Regions from separate parts of the Hordeum vulgare genome. Here region 1 is linked to region 2. The links are chromatin contacts, called in public Hi-C maps. All regions are on one chromosome and are shown on one strand. Each heading gives the region's core, a stretch centred on a gene start, on an enhancer-like site or on the middle of the called end of the contact. The rest is flanking DNA. Distances are from core to core; before and after follow the strand shown. Region 1 holds the start of LOC123413528 (glycosyltransferase BC10-like). Region 2 overlaps LOC123413431 (V-type proton ATPase catalytic subunit A).

Region 1 (7,168 bases), core at 1,187-3,686, 56 kb after region 2:
ACCTTTGCAGCAGCATTCACCATGTAGAGTACGTCTAGTACTTTTGCTTTTGTACCAAAAAGGGCGTACCCAGCAAGCAAGGATGAGTGCCAAAGCAAAGTTTCCCGTCTTTTGATTGCATGCAAAGTTTTTATGGTACAAAACACAAACCTCAGTCTACCATCCTTTTAGATAACACAGAGAAGCAGTAGTAGTGGCAGCAATGCTACATCTACGTAAACTTACGTGAGCATTTTACGTAAAAGCTGATGTGTAGGTCATTAATTGGATCAACATTAGTGGTTGGGTCCCACCTTGGTTGAAATCATGGGGCTGATTTGTTAGAGATGAAAAGTTTACGTAGCCTTAAGTAAGACGTACGTAGGTTTAGCATTTTTGATAGTAGTGGTATGTTCTAAGAAGGGGACACCACCAAGTAGGATAAATAAAAGACGAGTGGTAAAGCAAAGTTTTATCTGTCTCTTTATTGCAGGCAAGGATATTAGGAGTACAAAATGTGGCGATAACGAGTTCTTTCATAGACAACATAATTGATGATCAACAACGCCATGCTATGCTGTAAAGGAAAAAAAACGTAAAATCATTGTTATTCACAATCTTTCTTGCAGTGAGTATCTACTCCCGTTGATGAACAATATCAATTCAATAAAGATAGCAAACGAAATTGAAAGTTTAAAACATTTTTTTACATGAAGGACGAACAAATTCTTTATGCGCCTGCTAAATTTCATGACCACCTGGCATTGGGAGTGTTGGGTTTAATCTCACATTGATTGTATTAGGAGACATAACATGATTTATAAAGACGCGGTGTCTCTTTCTATCAGACTAGTCATTTTAGGGGAAGAAGGCCAAGGCCTTTCATAAGTCGGTGATCCCCTCCTGCCAGGCTAGTCTTTTATGGGCATAGGGCTCGAAACTTCTCATAAGTCCGTGTTGCTTTCTTGTTGGGCCTTGAGAGTTATGGACAAAAAAATAATGCTTTGAGAAAATGTTTGAAATTTTCAGCTTTGAAGCACTAATTTTATTTTATATATCCCAAGCTCCCCTGCTGCCCTATGGTCATGAAACTTTGCAGGCACATAGATAATTTATTCATCTTTCATGTAAAAGAAGTTTCAGTTTTGTTTCGATTTTACTAGCTAATGAGCTCGAATCAACTACGACATGTTCTAAAGCCATATTTGGTGAGAACTAATGTTCTTGGCCTTTTTCTTTTCTTGCAAGAAACTATTGTTCTTAGTCTTTGTATCTATATATGCTCATGCTATTGGTACGACCGAGTACTTCAAGAAACCCCAACTCTATTTATTCTTAATGTCACAAGGTTAGCTGTTGAATTCCATTAATCAGAAGGGGCGGTACACGAGACCGTTGAAACCCAAATCTAGAAGCTTGAGGGCAAGGACAATCGTTGTGAGAAGGACATGTACAATGTCATGATATCAACTCTCTTACGAGAAGTGGAGTTCCAATGCTAAGCCTTGAACCACTAGATCATCTCCCTTTGCATAATCTGAATAGTAGCATCCTTTATGAACAAACATTTGCCCATAATTCACCACCGAACTTCTCTTTTTTGTTGTTTTCCCAACCTACATTTGCAAGCTTGGATTATTGCGCTATGGTAAGCAAACCTTGTGTTGATCTACATGTTTTTTAAAATACCGATAACAAATTTGTTGCGCTCTATGGCTTGTGAAACCATGTATTACATTTGTTCGAAAAGTTATATCCCAAGAGCCATTTTTTCGGGGGAGCTAACTAATAATCTTGCTCTTGGTATTTATCCAAGGGATATCGGTAGGACCAGATAACTTCAAATAGAAACATTTGTCTTCCCCCCCCCCTCTCAATGCCAATGGAGGGGCCGCCAAGTTCTATCAGTTATAAAGAGTTTCGATCGTAAGAGGAGAGATGCCGAATCCCGTTACCTCACAAGAGACGGTACAAAAGGACCGAAGAAACCTAAATTTAGAATCTCGAGTGCTTGCCCCCCTCCCCCCCCCCTACATCGCCTTTCATCGAAAATTCGAAACGAGCACGCGTGGAGCCTGATGCCACCTGGATCGATGAACGAAAACCGACAATGGGTGGGAGACCAACACGCCGGCCCAAATGATATTATGTCGGCCATCTCCCCTGCATAACATTTCTTTTAATTATAAAAAATAATCAGAAAATAAACTAATGAAATAGAACTAAATAAATACGAAGTAGATACGAGTAATAAAATTGCAGATGGACGCGCTGCGACGCAAGAAAACGGAAGCTGAGGGGCGGGGTCGCGAAAAACCACACGCCGGCCTCCAGGCGCAGAGAGAGACCATTGCGTCCATTTGGAAGCAAGCAAGGCAGGCAAGGAAAGGAAAGCCGGTGGAAAGCTCCGGGCAGTAGTAGTATTAACTCATCGCATCACATGTTTACAATTAGTGCCGCTTCCAGCTTACTATACTCGTACTACTTAATCCCCTGATTTATATATCTCTCTCCTCCCCCCCTCGCCTCCTCCTCATCTCCACGACTCCACCTCCACCCCTGCTGCCCGCCCCTCCCAGCCAGCCCACCCGATCCCATCGCCGCGCCGCCAGCCCCAGATCCGCCGCCCGCCCGCCGCCGAGCTCGTACACGCGGTAAGCTCCCCCTCTCCGTACCCGCCGGCCGGCCCGCCTCCCCTCCCCCCGCCGCGCGCCTGCTCTGCTCTGCTCCGCTCCGCGCATTGGGCTTGGTCGCCGGCCGTCCGGCCCCGCGCGTCTCGTTGCGCTTGGTTTCCCACCACGCTGCTGCCGCCGCCGTGCCCTCCAAGACTTTGACTTTTTGCGCGAGCTGCGCGGGGAGCGACTTCAGTTGGGTTCCGCGCCCGCGCGTTTCCGTTGGGCGGGCGCGCGGGGTGGCCGGCCGGGGGGGACCGGTTTGTTTTGGATCGAGCTCCAAATGCGGCGGCGGCGCGGCCAGCGGGGATCGGGCGGCGATTCGGTCAGAGTTTGACTTTTTCCCTCCCCAGCCGCCGCCGTGGTGGACTCGACCCGCGCTCCCTGCCTTTTTCCCCCTTCTCTCTCGCGTGTGGTGGAATTCGCCTGATTTGGACTGGTGGATCACCTACCCAACCCCGGGCCAATCGCGCGCCCGGCTCGGGAAGGCAGGCAGCGCCTTCCGCTTCCGGGAGCTCAGCGTAGCCTCTAGCGGAGCGGTGCTGTATTTCTTTTGCTTTCGCTGGGTCGTCTCACCACTTGCCATATCTGAATCACGTGTACGCGCGCGCGCGCATTGGAATTTGCGGTGCAGTGCTAGAGCAGCCGTCAGGTAGCCGGGGTGCTGCTGGCCTGCAGGACCCCGGTTCTGCCTAGATCGCCGTTGAGCTGGCTAGATTGTTACTACTTCATCACGATCTCTTGCGTCAGCGCTGTGCTTACCTTGTGTGTTGTAAATGCAGGGGAAGGGGTGACGAGACAGCTGCCTGTGGTGTAGCAGCGGCCTTCCCACCGAAAAATAACCCGAGCTTTCAGATGATCCAAAGATGGTGAGGAGCTGAGAGTACCTAGAGATTGGCAGTGGGGGCTGTGGGGCAGCAAGGACATGACTGTCATGCCACCTGCGCGCCATCGGCCCGCGGCCAAGAGACCCATGTGGATAATCGTGCTCTTGTGCCTCGTCTGCGTCGTGCTGATCGGGGCGTACGTGTACCCGCCGCGGCACTACTCGCAGTGCTACCTCTCCGCTTCCAGCGTTTGTACACCTTTCAAGGACTGGCTCCCGTCCATCGGCCGCCGGGAGCGGACCGATGACGAGGTCATCTCAGCCGCTGTTATCAGGGATATCCTTGGAATGCCCATGTCCACGTCCAAGAGTCCAAAGATTGCTTTTATGTTCTTGACGCCTGGCTCATTGCCCTTTGAGAAACTGTGGGAAAAGTTTTTGCAGGTTTGCCTGATTTCACCTCTTGTCCTTGTGCAATTTTAAGGAGTATAGTTCAATTAAGGTTTCTTTGGGTTTTCATTAACTGAGATGGTGCCAGGGTATCATCAAATATTTTCCAGTTATTATACAAATAGAACTATTTGGGTCGCTGAGAAACAATCTAGCACTTGACCATTATTTTCAGTAATAAATGCATACAGTTCAGATATGTTAGCTTCACGCCAGCATTCATTTTTGAACGGTTGGCATGAAGATATACTTTATCTGCATATATAAGTGAATTATAAGTGATCCTCTTGACCAAGTCAATAATGCTATCATGCTATCATGCACTTTTCACTATAATCTCGTACCTCCATGCTACTAACTGTATCTGCATGTCTACATGAAGTAATGTTGTCTATTGTTTATATAATTCATGTGAACCTAAAACAAAATCACTTTGATACACAGGGTCATGAGGGAAGATACTCCATCTATGTGCACGCGTCGCGTCAGAAGCCGGTGCATTCTAGTTCTCTCTTTGTTGGCAGAGATATTCATAGTGATGCGGTAACAATTCTCATTTGTCCTTCAGTTCTTCGTAAATTTGCATGTGTGTTTTACATAAACGATGTGCTTTCACTGAGGAGATTTCTCAAGTACAATTTCTCTGTTATATCTTTAAAGCTTATGTTCCGAAGAAAATTCTCCCTCTCAATGAATGAAGAATATGTTAGTGACTCAACTGATTGATATTGATGCCATCTGAAACTTTTGTTTTCATTAATGCGTTCACTCCATGGAAGGAGCAATGAGCAATGGTTAAACAGTGAGCTCATATTGATATAGTTGAGACTTGAGAACATAACTTGACCAAGATCGCTTGCATTAAAGAGTGCTAGTATCATATCATTCCCAATTTCCCATGGCATGCTATGCCAGAAATATGGGTTCTTTGGAGAAGTAGTGTGTTGCATTGCTTGTATCCTCAAGGCCAGTCTTAGTATCATGAGATATAGATCTTCTGACTTCTAAAGACCACTATTAGCAGTTTGGATTGAGATGCTGAAAAATCTTAGTCTACTAATTTTGCAAATTGAGGAGCTTTGTGCATTACATGTTGTTTAGGTTTATTTCTAACAATTATAACATAGGTTTGATGTTGCATGTTTGTGCTTGTCAAAATTGAGCAGAGTATGTATTTGCTTTGCAGGTTGTATGGGGAAAGATTTCAATGATAGATGCAGAGAAGAGGCTATTAGCAAATGCGCTGGAAGACGCTGATAATCAATTTTTTGTCTTGCTTTCTGATAGGTCTGAATTCTTGATTATGAATGATTTCCTTCTTTAGAGATTATTTCACCGTACTGAAATCAGTATTTACTATCTCTCGCAGCTGTGTTCCTCTTCATTCATTCGACTACGTCTTTAATTACCTGATGGGAACAAACATTAGTTTCATTGATTGGTAAGAGTACTGGAACTTGTATTTCATTACCATTTTGAAAAATAAGGGAAGTAAAGGGGAATTAGTGAAACAAGTGGCACTGGCCAATATCACAAGGACGTTGTTTATTAGTTTATACATTGTTCTATCACTTTTAGATGTCCATGTCCATGCATGTTGATTTTCGTCCGCATTTATTGCCATTTTGTAGTTTCCAGGATCCTGGTCCACATGGAAATGGAAGGTATTCTCTTGAGATGCTTCCTGAAATAGAGGAGAGAGACTTCAGAAAGGGTGCCCAGGTACATATTTTTGTGAAGTTGTTTCCTTATTGTTGTTGTTATTGCGATGGTATTAGTTTGCTATATTATATTCCATCCATTCCAAATTCATGCTTTAACCAACGATTAACTCGATAATATGTAGTTTATTGTACGAAACATAGACATCATCAGATCCGTATTCAAAAGCACTTTCATATGATTGTGATTTCATAACCACACCTTGTATTTTGAAATGGAGGCAGTATAGTACTTGTGGGTCCACCGTTTGTTATTTTAGTTGTATATTATTTGTTTTCAGTCTCTCCATGGTACAAAGCTGACTTGTTGAGAAATCGGTTATTGAGTATCAGAATCCAATCTCACATGCTCTCTCTTGTGTAATTGTTTCTCTTGTTATAGTGGTTTGCAATCACGCGAAGACATGCTTTACTGATTCTGGCGGACAACCTTTACTACAAGAAGTTCAAGCTATATTGCAAGGTGTGTTTCTTTTCTAGACTGCTATCTTTGGTTAATAGATTGGAGATATACCAGATATTTTAATAGGTAATACACATACAGTGTTAGATGTATTCAACTCTGCATATATGTTTTAATATAAAGGCCAGAGTTGTCACGAAACTGGAGTACAGAAATTCAGAATTCTGTAGTTACCTCTAATTGGCAAATAATGAACTGAAGAATAGTTTTGATAACCACTTCCATGAACATCAGAAAATCAATGTGCAAACTCTATTGCAAAGTTTTTTTTTCTTTCCTTAGCAACAGATAAAATCTTCTAATAAGCATAATCAGCAAGGGAACTTCATATGTTTCTTGTGTGGAATAAATTGTCTTGGATTCATTTAAGTTATGTGCTTGTTTGGTAGTAATCATTCCTGAAGTCTCAACCAATACTGGAGTTCTCCACTTTTCTAGTTTTCTCTGACATTTTTCTGTTAAGTCGCTTTTTGGGAAGTAATTTATCTATATCATGTGATTTGCAGCCAGCAGATGGGCGCAACTGTATTGCTGACGAGCATTATTTGCCAACCCTATTCAATGTCAGTATCTACAATCTATGGAAGTTGCATTTACATCTTTTTTCCTTGAGTTACTTGCTAACTAACAAGTCCTTCTACGAAACATCAGATGGTAGATCCAGGTGGAATAGCTAATTGGTCGGTTACACATGTGGATTGGTCCGAGGGGAAATGGCATCCAAGGTCATACGCAGCCGCTGATGTTAGCTATGATCTACTAAAGAATATAACAGTATGTTTTTGCCTTGCTTGACTTCTTTCCTGAGATGATCTTTACATGTTCTTCTATTTAGTGCATAACCCTTACATTGATGTATTCTAATGTACATTACCGTCACACAGGCCGTTGATGAGACCATCCATGTAACAAGTGATGACAAGGTATGGGCAATAATTTCGTCATCAATTTTTGACCGTCAAAGAACAATAAATAAATAAATAAATATTCTTTTCTTCTAGATCTTGCCCGATTACTTTTCCATTGATTACATATTAAAAATGGTTTGTATTGCAAT
Region 2 (7,365 bases), core at 3,945-6,444:
TACAGTCTGCAGGTTAGTAAATGTTACTTAAAGATCTGCTACTTTCATATCTTCTTCATAACTTCATTTGACGGCCTGTTACTTTTTATGCAGGATACTGTGCTGGAATTAGAGTTTCAGGGCATCAAGAAAGAGTTCACTATGCTCCACGTAAAGCATTTTCCCTTCATAAAGTTTGAATATTTCATGATTTCACATTTCTTATCGATTGCCATATTTCTGCTCTGCAGACATGGCCTGTGCGGACACCAAGGCCTGTTGCATCAAAACTTGCTGCTGACACACCTCTTCTAACAGGACAGGTATACGAGCTAGCCACTCAAAACAATGATCTCCTGATAAAGTTATTTGTATCAGTGTCAATATATTTATTTGCCAAATGCACCAAACATCGGAAGTGATGTTCCTGTGTTAGTCCATCATATTTTTGATGCATCTAACATCTATTGTGAATTGGTTTCAGCGTGTACTTGACGCACTGTTTCCCTCGGTGCTTGGAGGAACATGTGCTATTCCTGGAGCTTTCGGTTGTGGAAAAACTGTCATTAGTCAGGCGCTCTCAAAGGTCTCATGGCTATTCACCTCTTGTTGCATAACTGATATTTTAGTTCAGCTCAGGATGTTTGCCTTCAAATTTATCAATGTGTTAATTTCTTCTGACTCAAATTACCTTTTACAGTACTCCAATTCCGACACTGTGGTTTATGTGGGTTGTGGAGAAAGAGGAAATGAGATGGCTGAGGTCCTTATGGACTTCCCGCAATTGACAATGACATTGCCTGATGGACGTGAAGAATCAGTCATGAAAAGAACAACGCTTGTGGCTAACACCTCCAACATGCCTGTCGCTGCTCGTGAAGCCTCCATTTATACAGGTAACATACACTTGTTGATGTTTTTTTTAGTTGGCATCCTAGCAGTCTACTGTTACAGCCTTGTAGGCATGCCTTTCTATCTTAAGCAGTTCCCGTGTTCAACAGCATCATATTGTTTGCGTTACTGAAATGAGTACTTCTATAAGTTTTATCATAGCATTGAATTATTGCAACTTGTGGTTTTCCCATTTGTATCTATCTGTCTATGTACAATTGTACATACTGGCTAGTTTTAGTATTTCTGGGGCTTCATGGGACAAATTCGAACCATATAGTAAGTGTAAAAGCAGCATCCATAGGTAGAGACAGGCGGGCACATCTGTAAGGCGTTATCATTAGTTTTAGTAGAACATTGTGGATATATGCATCTTATTTTAGCATTAATTTCTGTGAACTTGGTAGCCTACATCTTGTAGTCAATCGGCCTAAGTGATCCAGCCTGCATAGTTTCCTGCTAATTTGCTAAAGAGCCATCATGTTCATGCTTTTCAGCTGTTTTTTTCTCTATGAACCAGACAATCATGTGTTTTTTCCCTCTATTCCAGGAATTACTATTGCTGAATACTTCCGTGACATGGGCTATAATGTTAGTATGATGGCTGATTCCACGTCCAGGTGGGCCGAAGCATTGCGTGAAATTTCAGGACGTTTGGTATGATGCTTCCTTCTGCGGCTTCCAGTTTCATTTATTGCCATTTTAACTTATGTTCACTACTGTATATATTCTCTCATGCAAAATACGAATACATTCTTATTGATTTCTGAAATTCCTGACTACTATTCATGATAAAGGTTTAATTTTTTCTCCTTCGTGTTGATTCAAGATTATGATTAGAACTGTTTATTAATTCCCCTTTAACTAAGCTCTTTACATTAAAGAATCCGATGGTAGCGGACAGTATTTTTAAAATTCAAGAACATTATTGCAAAATGCTAGAACAAGTACTTTGCTGCAGAACTAAAATCACATCATACATGAAATACTTACTGCCAAGACATTTAACTAGTGAATTCTTGAGTTAAAAGTTACTCTTGCACATACGCGTTGATTACAGTTATACTTGCATACTAATGTGATTTTTGAACTAATGCTGTGCTCAATATGCTATAGGCTGAAATGCCTGCGGATAGTGGTTACCCTGCGTATTTGGCTTCACGGTTGGCATCCTTCTATGAACGTGCCGGGAAGGTGCAATGTCTTGGCAGTCCAGACCGGACAGGCAGTGTCACAATTGTTGGCGCCGTCTCTCCTCCTGGAGGAGATTTTTCAGATCCTGTTACCTCTGCAACCCTCAGTATTGTGCAGGTAAGGAAACTGTTCGGTTACGAACCTTTAGGTAGTCACACCTGCAGAATTTCCATTGCTTTACTATCAGGTACTAATTAACTGCTCTGAATTGCAGGTCTTCTGGGGACTGGATAAGAAACTGGCTCAAAGAAAGCATTTCCCATCTGTTAATTGGCTCATTTCTTACTCAAAATACTCCACGGTTATTCTCTAACTTGCCCAGAATTTCGATGCAAGTAATATTAGTGCACTCTGTTATACACTTATACTAACGCGCTATCTTCTGCACTAGGCTTTGGAAGGATACTATGAAAAGTTTGACCCTGGCTTTATTGACATGAGAACAAAAGCACGTGAAGTGTTGCAGAGAGAGGATGATCTAAATGAAATTGTCCAGGTATTTATGTCCACCTTGTCTCTCACTTTGTTGCTGAGGATCCATTCCCAAATTTGTTGGCTTGCTTTGTTATTTTGAATTTATCATATGAGCAACGGTTGAAACTCTTAAAAATTAGTGCTTTTGTTTCCTGGTTTATTTTTTATTTACACTTAATCATGTTTTTAGTAGACGATGAATTGCTTAAGCTCTCCAATCTGTACTTTAATGTTATTATATATTCTGAAGAGTTCCATATATGGAGAGAACAGATTGGTGCTTTTGTGGTTTGCGGAATGCAGTTGCTGACACATGCACATCATCACTGGACTAATATTTTTCAATTTGTCAGCTTGTTGGTAAAGATGCACTGGGAGAATCTGACAAGATTACGTTGGAGACAGCCAAACTTCTGAGGGAAGATTATTTGGCACAGAACGCTTTTACCCCGTGAGTGATACCCTAGTCTGATTTTTATGGATACCTTCTAGCTGCATAACCATCTCAACTCTGATCATGAAAATCTGCTGTAACAGATACGACAAGTATTGTCCATTCTACAAATCTGTTTGGATGATGCGCAACATTATTCATTTCAATCAATTAGCGAATCAGGTAATCCCACTTTCTGTGACCTTTTTTGTCCCTACAGCTTAAGATTTGCACAATCAGATTAGATGTTTCAACATGAAAGTATGGAGTTAGGAAGGTTGCCCTTTTCGTCTAAAGTTTGATTTGGTTCCATTGGGAAGGTTTCCTTTTTCATCTAAAGTTTTATTTTACCGAATCTTGATCAACGGGATTATTGCGGAAATGGTTAATTCTTGGTGTTCAATGGTCCCAGTAACAATTATTATATCATGCTTTATTCTGTCCTTAATCCCACGTCAGTATCTATTTTAGTACATGGGTTATATCAAGTAGGCCTAAAAAGGGTACCGTTAGTTACACTTTACCCAGTACCCCAGTTGTTTAGCACCAGAAGCCACTTGCACAAATCCCAGGTTAAAGTGAAATTTAGTTGCAATTTTCTTAATGATCAAAAAATCATTGACATCAACCTCTGGTCTGTTTGAGTTTACTTCCATGCCTCACCGATTTGAGCTTTGATGTGCCCTCATCATGCTAACACTCCGTGTCAGAGCTGTGGCAGTGATTATAACTTGATGAGCAGGCCTGGGTTATAGTTAGGCAACTTTGGACTAAAATATGTACATTTTTGTTTTTTAGAAGAATATACATTTTTGGTAATAGCACAAACATTTAGGTTTAGATGTAACTGAGTGCCTGTTTGGTTCGTGGTTAACTTTGCCACGCTTTGGCTTGCCTTACGGAATCTTGCCACTCTTTGTGTATATTGACACGTGGGACTTGTTTCTTACAAAAAGAATCTCGCCTTAGGTGTGGCTATAAAATCAAACAACCACCTAACTTGGTCAAACTTGCCTAATTTGGGGTTTTGGCTAGGAACCAAACAGCCCTTACTCAAGTACTCCCTCTGTAAAGAAATATAAGAGCGTTTAGATCACTGTTTTAGTGATCTAAACACTCTTATGTTTGTTTACGGAGGGAGTAGAATATTAGCATCGGCTAGCCTGGCAATGAGATGGAACTTAAACTAAATCCATTCTACTTAAACTAAATCCATTCTATAAAGGTGCATAGTGCATGAAAAGGAAATAAAGTAGCCAGTCAAAAAGACCTGGATGTTTTGAGAAAATGAATGGTGATAGGCGCTTATTGTACAGCTGACATATGAAGTATTTATAGACTCATCTCTTACGTAAACTATTTTCATTTACTGGAACCAAGTTTCTTTTATTAGTACAAGTGGTGGAGTTATTTCCATCATCATAAAGGAAATATGCAAACATGTAAAAGTTTGCTTCTTAATCTTAATATGTGTATGCTTGTTTTGCAGGCTGTGGAGCGAGCAGCCAATGCTGATGGACACAAGATAACCTACGCCGTCGTAAAGAGTCGCATGGGTGATCTATTTTACCGCCTTGTGTAAGTATTCCAGTCTATATTCAAATTGATACTTATTTGTATCGTCCCTATTTAATAAATATTTAGTGAGAACAAGAAATACTTATACTTTGTTTTTTGTACTTGACAGATCCCAAAAGTTCGAAGACCCCGCAGAAGGCGAAGACGTCCTTGTCGCGAAATTCCAGAAGTTATACGACGACCTTACCGCCGGGTTCCGCAACCTAGAAGACGAGGCTAGGTAAAAGAAAGAAGAAACGTTGTGTATGGCCACCGTGTAAACAATAAGGAGCACCAAATGCTGTGAACGACTTGCGAGCAATTTGCTTTTGCTTCACCGGAGTTTGTGTAGATGCGAATTACGTTTCAGGATCCCCTTTTTTTGCGACAGACAGACAGCCTTGTTTTTTCAGGATTTTACATTATTTGGTCTCCAGCGCCAGGATGCAAGCCATTATTTTTCCCCATGTGTACCATTATTTGTTGTAAGAAGATTGAACACCGGTGGACATGTTCATAGTGGAATAAGCACGATGTCCATCTACTTGAACATCAATAATGTCTATATTCATATTTATTTTTGCCAGTATTCTTCCATTGTGATTTACAGTACTATTTCAGGCCTCTCGATTGGTAACATTATCTGCAAAAGAACTTTGCTTATGTACACCCCAGTGGTCCAGTACCCCACTAGAGGTTGTACGGATTCGATGCAAATTGAAGGTGGAGATTACAAGTGAACCATTCAAAGAAAAAATGGTAATATAGTACGTTGATGTGTGATTATGAATATTGTACGGCAATGAACCTAGTAACCAACTCAGCCGCCGCCTCAGTGCTCCTCTTCCTCACCCTAATTTAAATTTTCTTAGAGCATCTCCAACAGAGCGGTGACGGGAAAACCGCGCGCGGGAACCGCTTGCGCGCGCGCGAAAAGGCGGCAGCTCGCGCGCCGCTCCCTCGCGCCATCGTTCTGCGCTCTCTCTTCCTCTGCCTCTCGCGACGCCGCCGCCGCCCGCCGCCCCACAGCGCCGCCACCGCTCCAGCGCGCCGCGCCGCCGTTCTGCGTCGGGCTACCGCGGCGTCCGCCAGTGCCCCAACGGCGGGTTCTACGCCGAGATACGCTCCGGCGATCTCCGGCTTAGCCTCGGAACCTACGACACGGCGCACGAGGCCGCCCGGGCGTTCGACGCGGCGGCGTGGCGCCTAGGCAGGCCGCGTCTCTAAATGAACTTTCCGGACGTCCACACGCTCCAGCAGGCGTTAGACCTCGCCCCGCCGCCTCGTCTAAACTCCGCACAAGACCGTGCGGAGCACACTGCGCTGCAGCGCCGCCTCCTCGTCGCCCAGGAGGACGAGCGGGTCATGGCGGAGTGGCGCCGGCGCCACCCAGAGGACGTCGCCTACGAGTAGGAATATTGGGCAGGACGCCGCGAGGAGGACACGCGCCGGCGCCGCGAGGAGCGGTTGGACAGGCGTCGTCGGAAGGCATTGACGTGTGCGCAGGCCGACCTCGTCAATGCAGGCGGGAGGTCCTTCTTCACTGAAGAAGATGAGCGTTGGTTTGACATCTGGCTGTCAACCTCTGACGACACCAACGACGATGATGATGGTACAGATGACTGGAGCGACTAGGATTAGTTTTTTTGTTTCCGAACTATCTAGCACCGAACTATCTATCTATGTTTTCGAACTACCTATCTAGTTACAATCTATCTAAAATAACTTTGTATCCTTTTTATTTAATGCAATCTACTTTTAAAAAATGTTGTGCGCGTGCTGCATTTTTGGGCACTGCTGGAGCGGCGCGCGCGCTGCATTATAGCGCGGCTGTTGGAGCCAGCGCCTATCCCTGCGCTAAACCAGCCAGCGCGCGCGCTGTAAATACATTTTTTAGGCGCGGCGCGAAGCGCGGCTGTTGGAGATGCTCTTAGGTTTTTGCTTCTTTGACGATATCAGTCCTCCTTTTCCTCAGCCTAATTTAAATTTTCTTAGGTTTTTGCTTCTTTGACGATATCGACATCTTCTTTTGTGTTGTTTTGTGGCTTGACCTGGTTTTTTAACACTCACAACTGGTGATAATGAATTGCAAACCTGTTCTGCGTGGGGTTATGCTCCCGATGCCGCTTCAACAATTTATAGATCTCGTCTTCATGAACGAGTGACTATTGCGGTCTTGAAAGTCAGACATAGCAAGGACGTTTGGTGTCGTTTCTCATTTGTTGTTTGGTCAGTGGAGTTTTCAATCTCTGCCGGACGGTGTACAATCGGAGAAATAGAAAGACTAATGCGTTTTTTAATCTAATCTTACTTCATTAATCGTTTTACGTCTAGTTGTTATTCTTATTGGGCTTTTATCTTCATCGATATTAATCATATCTAAGTTGCTTTTATTCAATGAAGTATGTTCAGTACTCTTGATCTGCATGCTAGTATGTCTTTTTAGATTTTTTTTAAAAGAAGGATTACCCCGGCCTGGAAGATGCATGCAACCATTTTATTAATTATTCGTAAAGACGTTATAAAGTAATACACCACAAAGTTTGAAGTCATCATCTTAGAAACATATGTTGCTACTATTATCAACTTGATGAAGGGATGTTGATAGTCTGAGCCTAATACCAAACGGACATCACACAAATGACTAACATTTAAAACCGGATGCCCAACCAAGCCACATAATGGGTTTGGGACGCAAAGTCGCAAACGGTCCGATGCACTCTCATATATCGTCGCAGCCAACTTCCATTGATCCTTCTTCGGAGCAGGTACTGAGCATCAACCTTGCCAGGATTGTCGTCGACGCTCCCACGACGCCAGACAACGCCTCCTCCCCG

What was found. A called contact is a pair of places that touch in the nucleus more often than the background predicts.
Region 1: a contact with region 2 is called in a Hi-C map of leaf, with 2.2 times the contacts expected there. The contact joins the promoter of LOC123413528 here to the enhancer-like site in region 2. A contact is called at or near these places in 4 of 6 Hi-C or Micro-C datasets (leaf and seedling) and 1 of 1 datasets of contacts at active chromatin or transcription factors (embryo).

The regions. Positions count from the first base shown.
Region 1 is chr7H:601,831,887-601,839,054 of MorexV3_pseudomolecules_assembly, forward strand. LOC123413528 (glycosyltransferase BC10-like) reads left to right here and starts at 2,437. Exons shown (of 11, transcript XM_045106466.1): 1 at 2,437-2,633; 2 at 3,434-3,921; 3 at 4,372-4,470; 4 at 5,114-5,214; 5 at 5,297-5,368; 6 at 5,559-5,649; 7 at 6,031-6,111; 8 at 6,618-6,674; 9 at 6,763-6,885; 10 at 6,996-7,034. The coding sequence starts at 3,577.
Region 2 is chr7H:601,772,662-601,780,026 of MorexV3_pseudomolecules_assembly, forward strand. LOC123413431 (V-type proton ATPase catalytic subunit A) reads left to right here. Exons shown (of 19, transcript XM_045106366.1): 7 at 1-12; 8 at 94-150; 9 at 231-302; 10 at 464-565; 11 at 680-875; 12 at 1,421-1,527; 13 at 1,987-2,181; 14 at 2,279-2,365; 15 at 2,456-2,560; 16 at 2,892-2,989; 17 at 3,076-3,154; 18 at 4,461-4,549; 19 at 4,659-5,117. The coding sequence ends at 4,773. Among protein-coding and RNA genes, the nearest start is that of LOC123413431, 5.5 kb to the left of the region's middle. Within about 2 kb of position 5,195, at least 1 of the 3 cell types and tissues checked has open chromatin away from gene starts, as enhancers often do. A contact at or near this core is called in leaf, where this site is marked.